3 separate regions of the Zea mays genome follow, and all the other regions are linked to region 1. Evidence: chromatin contacts called from public Hi-C data. All regions are on one chromosome and are shown on one strand. The core of a region is the stretch at or near the end of the contact, and the rest is flanking DNA. Distances in the headings are between cores, read along the strand shown. Region 1 holds the start of LOC103650575 (histone H3.2). Region 2 holds the start of LOC542159 (bifunctional polymyxin resistance arnA protein). Region 3 holds the start of eIF4E1 (eucaryotic initiation factor 6).

Region 1 (2,700 bases), core at 185-2,684:
TGCCCCTCATAAAAATTTACAACAATGGCTCAGACCCTTATGGACTAAAAGGTCATTCTATCTTTAAGTCGGTTCGACCCTTCATCTTCAGATATGCTGTAATACCGAAGCTTCATGAATGGTACATTCGGCATCACGTACGAGCAGCTTCAGCCGAAACTGTTTCTTTCCACAGGACCTTCGGCGACGAAGCATGGTCCCAACAGCTACATATAAAATAGAACAGATGAATATATGAAACATATATAATCTGCAGAACGTAAAACAGTAAGGAAAATAAACTGGTCATACCCTCCCATGCGCTCTGGTGATCCAGATCTCAATCCCCCGTGCAAGGTCTCGAACGGCAAGGGCTTCGGAGGCACCTGCCCTCTCTTTGCTCTGTGCGCGTAGAGTCACGAGATGAGAAATATATGATCCAGGTACGTTCCAACTTCTTTCATCCAAACAGGTCTAGCCGCTCTAGTTTTTAAAAAATTGAAACTAAAGACCAATTTCATAAAATTTTTGAAACTCCTCATAGGGTGCTTAAAAAACACAACTTTCATACCTTTCATGAAGTTGCATGAAAATTATCAATCATGTCAGTGGTTACATAACATATGACTTTAGTTTTCTCTCGCAAAACAAAAGTTCGTCCCCGTTTCAATTTTATTCTTTCCTGCGGCGGCGTTGGAATAGACATGTAACAAGAAAGCACCGTCTCGTATGGGGAGGGCTAGTTTGGGAGACGAGAAATGGAGAGAATTGAAAGGACCAAAATATTTTGCTATTTTTTTTGAATGTCACCGGGGGATAGGATCCCCACCTGAATTGCATTACTTTTTGTGGCCAAAACGCCTTTGTTAGTACATAGGGGGGGTTAGGTTACATCGATGTGGTTACGCTATGTTACATACAAAGCACGACACCAGGCAGCCACGATCTGGTAGTCCTCATGTCGTAGCCTGGATCTCCATAATTCAGCTTCAGAGCGGCACAACAGCATGGTTGTTGCAAGTGGTGATCTTTCCCCGCGGAACACCACAACATTTCTCCGTTTCCTAAGCTGCCAAAATATTTTGCTATTAAGATAATAAAAAAGATGTTAGAGCATCTCCAAGAGATTCTTTATTTTTTACTCTCTATTTGACTCTTTATTTGTCTCTCCATAAAGATTAAACTGTATATATAACATCACATTCCAACAGACTCTTCAACATACAAATTAACTTGGCTAGCGAGAGTTGCTGGCCAAATTTGGCTAGTGAAGGAATCAATTTAGAGAGCCGGATAGCTTGGCATGTTAAATGGCTAGTCTGTTGGAGAACTATTTTACTGTTAAGTAGCAAAAATTTACCTTGACAAGCTATTTAGCTAGTCTCTTGGAGATGCTCTTAGCCCTCTAATTTTCTCTCTACCCCCTTCTTCCAAACTAGCCATAAAAAGTTGATTTCCGCACCGCAAGTGCAATGCCGTTCCATCTTCCATGGAGGGAAAGGAATGTCCCGTAGCGCCAAACAAACTATGATGCGGCAGTACTGTATGTGTGACTATTGGCCTCAGGTGGCTGCCAGATGGCGCTCCGCCAATGGCCGCGCTCACCACCCACGGATCGGTATCCGCGTGACCCCTCTAAAACCAATCTCCACCCTTCGTTCAAACGCAATCGAACGGCGCGCATCCCACCCTCCCTTCTCCTCCCTCCTCCCGCGCACGGCCAAATTCCCAACCCTCCGCGCGCGCAGCACCAAATCCACCCGCCGCCTCCTACTTTAACCCCTTCCCGCCTGCCCGCAACTCCTCACCGGCCACCGCGAAGCCAGAGCCCCACGCCCCGTCCGAACTCCGAACCCCAGAACAGAGCAAAGCCTCCTCGGCCTCCCTGTCCCCAGCCTTCCCCGATGGCCCGCACGAAGCAGACGGCGCGCAAGTCGACGGGCGGCAAGGCGCCGCGGAAGCAGCTGGCGACGAAGGCGGCGCGCAAGTCGGCGCCGGCGACGGGCGGCGTGAAGAAGCCGCACCGCTTCCGCCCGGGCACCGTCGCGCTGCGCGAGATCCGCAAGTACCAGAAGAGCACGGAGTTGCTGATCCGCAAGCTCCCGTTCCAGCGTCTGGTCCGCGAGATCGCGCAGGACTTCAAGACGGACCTCCGGTTCCAGTCCTCCGCCGTCGCCGCGCTGCAGGAGGCCGCCGAGGCCTACCTGGTGGGCCTCTTCGAGGACACCAACCTCTGTGCCATCCACGCCAAGCGCGTCACCATCATGCCCAAGGACATCCAGCTCGCGCGCCGCATCCGCGGCGAGCGCGCCTAGGCGGTTCGGTTGCGGCGCCTGCTCGCTACTGATGGAGGTGCTTAGTTTAGCACGTCATGGTTGTGTTATAGGTGTGCGTTGTTGTTTTCAAGAGGTAGCTTCTTGCTATGTGCTGATGTTAACGGAGGATTATGATTAGCAGTTCTGAAAAAAATGTAATGGATGTGATCTGCTCTATCTACATGTTTTCTGTCTTTGTCCTGGAATCCCATGGTGTTTAGCATTGATTTCACATGTCTTGTTTTTCTCTGAATCCTGCTTGTAATGACATCGACATCTGTTACACGATCTGCTTCAATTTGTTTTTGCTTGGTTTCTCAGCAAGTCATATTTTTAACTTTTTAGGTACATACTGTTCACTTAATTACTACTACCAGTAACAATTATAAGACTTGCTCCTTGAAGA
Region 2 (2,700 bases), core at 40-2,539, 130 kb before region 1:
ATAGTACGGCTAAAAGAGAATAAAAGACCTAACTAAATCGCGAGTGTCCACATCTCCTTGACACTCGGACTCCGTAGACCTTCACCTTTTGTTCCGTTGTTTTAGCCGTCGCTTCGAGTTCTTATCTCCGGGATTGCTTTCACATTGTAGTGCTTTTACCTGTCATGCGACCTAACTTACCATTTGTCTCTGCAAAACACACGTTAGTCACATATAATATTACGTTGTCATTAATCACTAAAACCAACCAGGGGCCTAGATGCTTTCACTAGACGTATGGCTGCTTCGATGGTTGCTGCTTCAAGACTAGGAGTGTATGGCTAGGAAGACGTCTTGCATGTGAATAGAATTAAAAATCCCTAGAATCTCTACCTTGCCTTGTGTGTGTATGCATAGACGGTAGTGGATCCACATTAGCCAGAAAACCACCGTATATGGAATAAACTGCCATAAACTTCTTCGCTGTCATTTACTCTCTAATCATATGCAGAGCAAGGGCACAGTGTCCATATTAGCTAGAAAACCACTGCACGCCTTGTTTCATGGGAAAAATTGAGAATCTTAGACGCCTTGGAAGGAGGGAGTATTGTGTTTTAACAGTATCTTATACTTGGAGTACCGTGCAACCCTAAACCAAACACCCCCTATAGTAGTTCTCTAAGAGACTACCTAAATCATTAATTTAGGTAGTTAACTTAAAAACTCCTATCTAGCAGCTCTCTAAATGAACTTCCTAAATTTATTCACTTCTAATCTAATCTCATTTCCTTCCTACATTTGGCAACCATTTACCAACTCCCAAAACATAAAAACTGGTGCATTTTTTTTATTTCAACGACTTTTCCTATTCTGCAGTTAATATAGATTAACATAGCCAATGCGTCGGCAGTGGAAGATGCATAATTGCAATAGCTAGTAAGCTAGAGATTAAATAATTGATAATACAACAATTATACATGCATAAGTCAGGAACAACTGAATAAATAATTGTAACAACAAAATCGAAAGGCTGGGAAGGCCACAATTTTGAGATCGAGTTGAGGAAGGGAGACGAAAATAAAAAGAAAAATTGACTTGTCCAGCAAAAACTAGTGACATGATAAGTTTTAATATATTTAGAAAATAATATATAGATAATTATTGGAGAAGATGATTTTTTTTGCTTTCTATATCATTTAAAGATTTGCTAAATCTAGAATTTAGGTAGTGAAATTATACATCACTATTTGAGCTGCTCTTGATTCTTGAAACGGAGTCTATCGAATTTTTACACCCTCACTCCGTCCCACCGTAAATAGGCAGACACATCAGAAGAGAGAGGGAGCACCCTTCCGAAGCCACGCCACCGACATCGCCTCGTGACCCGACGCACTGCGCCAGGGACCCAGCCAGCTAGCTACATCCACTGATCCACGCGCATTCCCCGTACCACCGCCACCGCGCCGCGTCACGGAAGGAGGAGGATGTCGTCGTCTCCCTCGCCGGCGGCCACCCGCCTGGATCTGGATGGCAACCCCATCGCTCCCCTCACCATCTGCATGATCGGCGCCGGCGGCTTCATCGGCTCCCACCTCTGCGAGAAGCTAATGGCCGAGACGCACCACACCGTCCTCGCTGTTGACGTCTACTGCGACAAGATCCGCCACCTTGTCGACCCCGCGCCGCCGCACCTCGCCGGGCGCATCTCATTCCACCGCCTTAACATAAAAAACGACTCCAGGCTAGAGGGGCTCATCAAGATGGCCGATCTGGTCAGTTAGTGCCTATTCTTCCACCTATCTTCCTTTTTTCTTTCTCGATTGCTTACTACTACTTGGAATGCATTTCGAATTGACTCACGGATTTCCTCATCCTCTCCTGCCATGCTGCTGCTGCTTGGATCTGATCTGCGCGCCAAGACCATAAACCTGGCCGCGATCTGCACGCCGGCCGACTACAACACTCGCCCACTTGACACCATCTACAGCAACTTCATCGACGCACTCCCAGTGGTACGATTACCTACTATCAGCATCATCACACAAACACAAGACAGAACATGTCAATGTCACTCATCACTCACTCTCCTGTCCAGGTCAAGTACTGCTCCGAGAACAGCAAGCGTCTCATCCACTTCTCCACCTGCGAGGTCTACGGCAAGACCATCGGCAGCTTCCTCCCCAAAGACCACCCGCTCCGCAAGGTGCCTAATTGTTTTCTTTTTGCTGGCTCGCCCAATAAATAAAACGATTCGAGATCTGCTGCAGGTTTGATAAATTATCCTGTCCTCGTAGCACGTACGGTGTTGTATCAAGGTTGGGCTGGATTTTGGTGTTTGGTGGGGATAGATTTTCTAGTTGAGGCTTGTCTCGTTGTCGGTGGCCGCTGGGACATGCTCTCTTGTATTTCCATGCTCAATTCTTGTTGTGATGATTGTGCTAGGATGCATTGACTTTTCAGGAACAGAATAGAATACTCTTACTTTGTATGGTTTGACTGCATAGCTCTGGTCTTTCCTGTTGCTATTCCCTATATCTCTGTAGTTGGTTGTCCAATACCATTTTTCTCACTTCATGCCTTTTGGAAATATGTATTGTTTAAAGCTTCAACCCATGTCATGCTTGCGTGCTTGCTATTAGTCTGTTATTGATCCCCATTCTCTTGCAAGAGATTTGGAAAGCGTGCCATTATCAGGACCTGTCTTTCTCCAATTGCATTTTC
Region 3 (2,700 bases), core at 123-2,622, 190 kb before region 1:
ACATGATTTAGGACTTAACTATTGGACCTCAATTTGTTTTTAGTGTTCTAAACACTTTAAATAATGTAGTGTTTTAATTTTTAGGACACTATTTCGAGACACCTTATTGAAGAAGCTCTTTGACACATCTTAAGGCATGGTGCATTAATATGCAGGGTACATGCCCTAAATGAAACCTCCAAAGAGTTCACAAATCTATGTAGAATAAAAGGTTTTGTGTGACGTTGGAGGCTCAATTTATTATTTACTCGAGTAAAGTGCACTTCCGGTCCTTAAATCTGTCTGGCTGTGTCAATCTGATCCATAAACTTTTAAAGTATGTCTTTTAAGGGCTTAATCTCTGTTCGATTACATCCTAACGGGCTGTCGTGGCTTATATGTCAGTCGTTGTGGTCTGTTAGACCCCCACCCCATCCACCCTTCTCTCTTCTTCCTCAACGACTGCATGTGGGCCACAGCAACCTGTTAGGACTTAATAGAGACTCAAACAGAGATTGAGCTCTTAAGAGACATACTTTAAAATTTGATGTACAGAATTGACACAGCAGAAAAGTTTAAGGATCAGAAGTGAACTTTACTCTTATTTACTCCACGGTCCCAAATTGTAAGGAGTTCTAACCTTTTACTGATCCAAATATTATATATCATGTATGTGGTTTGAATATGTGTCTAGATTCATTAACATGGATATGGATGTAGACGGGAAAAAGAGAGCCAAAACCCCTTACATTTTGGACGGAAGGAGTACTCAATCAAAAGGCAACAGTAGCAGCTAGGATATGTCAAGAGTTTCGGCTCGGATCCGTGAACTGAAGGGTGACAGGTTGGGCTCATATATAGATTTACGTAACATCTAAGTGGCTAGCACTAGTCACCGAATTAATTTACCAATTACATGAGCATGCGGCGGCCCTCGGTCGGAGGATTTGTAACGGAAAAGAGAAACAGTGGGATGCGATCAGGGGAAGAGGATAGAAGGACGAGGGAGGGCGAATCTGAAGAGAATGAACGCACCCCCAGAATTCCTCGACGGTGGAGAAGGTGTGTATGGGGCGGATGGAGCTCCCCCAGGCGGCCTGCTTGGACTTGCTCTGCGGGTTGTCGAACCAGAAGGTCCAGGAGTGCTCGAGCGGGTGCGTGGCGGGCGGGGAAGGAGCGCAGGCGAGGTCGGTGATCTCGCCCTCCTCCCTGTCGTCGTCCTCGGGCGCGGGGCGGCCTCGGGAGCCCGCGGAGGCAGGCCTGGTGTCGGTCTCCTCGGCCATGGCGTGGCGGCTGTGGTGAGAGAGGCTTTTCTTTACGCCGGGCGGACGGAGACGGAGACGGAGACGGAGAACGCGGGGCCGCCGCCTCGCTTGTCTAGGTTTCCTTTCCCTTTGATCCCTTCAGTTCTCCTCCTCTCTTCTCATAGAAATGGGCCAGGCCAGGCCAGGCCCATGGTAGGTGGTTGGGATAGACCAGCTTCTCGTCAAATTCATTATAACACTGTCCGAATTGTAGATTTATGAAAAAAAATATTCAAAGGATTAGATTCACTGTCAAAAAACTGGAATCTCAACAAAATAGGTACAACAGCAGAATAGATTCTTAAAAATCTATAAATTCCTCTAGTCTAATTTAGAATCACCCCTTACCTTAGACTTTCCATATTTCTATTATTCGTATTACAAGCTATCATGCTCTTATAGAATTATATTTTAGCTTTTCCAAAACGACCAGCTCGCGGCAGTTTTCTCATAGCTCAAAGCAAGGTTTAAAATAGCGGGCTATGCAAACTAGCGGCAACATTTTTTTAGGCTACGAGGCTATAGCGCAGGTATAGCGTAGCTATAGCAAATAGTGGATTTGTAAAAAATAACACAGACATAGTCAATAAGACTGACAATAACACAGTCAAAGTTGGAGTTGTACAACCATCCAACAATTGTAGCATATGCAGCAATGCAGCATTCAATCAATAGTTGACATTGTGACACCTTAGCAAACACCAAACAGCGAGCAGCTGTAGACTGGAAAGCAGCTTAATAAAGCGGTAAAGCCTTAAACAAACAACACAGAGGCCAAAAGAGTTTAGCAGCAAACAATTCAATAGTTCCAACTTTTAAAATACTACTTACTACAATAGCAAACAAGTAGTTCATCAGTTCACCAAGGTAGCATTGTAGCAAGTTAGCTACATAATACCATGATCCAGACATCCATTACATAACAAAATTATTATTAGTGCAATAGTGTAAGTGAACTACTACTAGTGCATTCTATTCATCAAACACGGAGTTATCCGAATCAGAAGAATGAGAACTTGAGGACTCTTGATCCATGTCAACATGTGCATCATCTTCTTCTGAATCAGAGGATGAAGCAAGCTTAGGTTCATCATCATTGCATTCATTAATATCAATGAGCTTCCTTGTCCTTGTCTTTCTTCTAGGCTGAATTTCTCTCTTCCTTTTTCCCGTTTCTATTGTTGTCCTTGATGACTGACCTTGTGCATTTGTAGCTTCAACAAATTCAGTGTTTTGTGCTTGTTCTTGTTCAATTGATGCAACTCTAGTGATCCACTCATTGCCACTATCTTCTAGGATATCAGGAACCTGCTTCTCAATTGGGTCTCTTGATTTGTTCTCTTTTTTTTGCTTCAACTTTGAGTTAAATTTGACGAACACAAGGTCCCTCATCCTATCATGGAGAAGTATGCTCCTT

Evidence for each region. Hi-C and Micro-C count contacts between places; a contact is called where the count stands out from the background.
Region 2: a contact with region 1 is called in a Hi-C map of leaf, with 3 times the contacts expected there. The contact joins the promoter of LOC542159 here to the promoter of LOC103650575 in region 1. A contact is called at or near these places in 11 of 25 Hi-C or Micro-C datasets (bundle sheath, ear, endosperm and 5 more) and 1 of 3 datasets of contacts at active chromatin or transcription factors (leaf).
Region 3: a contact with region 1 is called in a Hi-C map of bundle sheath, with 2.7 times the contacts expected there. The contact joins the promoter of eIF4E1 here to the promoter of LOC103650575 in region 1. A contact is called at or near these places in 4 of 25 Hi-C or Micro-C datasets (bundle sheath, ear, endosperm and 1 more).

Annotation. Positions count from the first base shown.
Region 1 is chr3:133,837,148-133,839,847 of Zm-B73-REFERENCE-NAM-5.0, reverse strand. LOC103650575 (histone H3.2) reads left to right here and starts at 1,434. Exons shown (of 1, transcript XM_020550309.2): 1 at 1,434-2,600. The coding sequence starts at 1,557. The coding sequence ends at 2,294.
Region 2 is chr3:133,968,041-133,970,740 of Zm-B73-REFERENCE-NAM-5.0, reverse strand. LOC542159 (bifunctional polymyxin resistance arnA protein) reads left to right here and starts at 1,289. Exons shown (of 9, transcript NM_001111781.2): 1 at 1,289-1,751; 2 at 1,899-1,991; 3 at 2,075-2,182. The coding sequence starts at 1,464.
Region 3 is chr3:134,030,522-134,033,221 of Zm-B73-REFERENCE-NAM-5.0, reverse strand. eIF4E1 (eucaryotic initiation factor 6) reads right to left here and starts at 1,372. Exons shown (of 5, transcript NM_001174185.1): 1 at 1,015-1,372. The coding sequence starts at 1,262. LOC109945285 (a long non-coding RNA gene) reads right to left here. Exons shown (of 2, transcript XR_002268413.2): 2 at 2,537-2,700.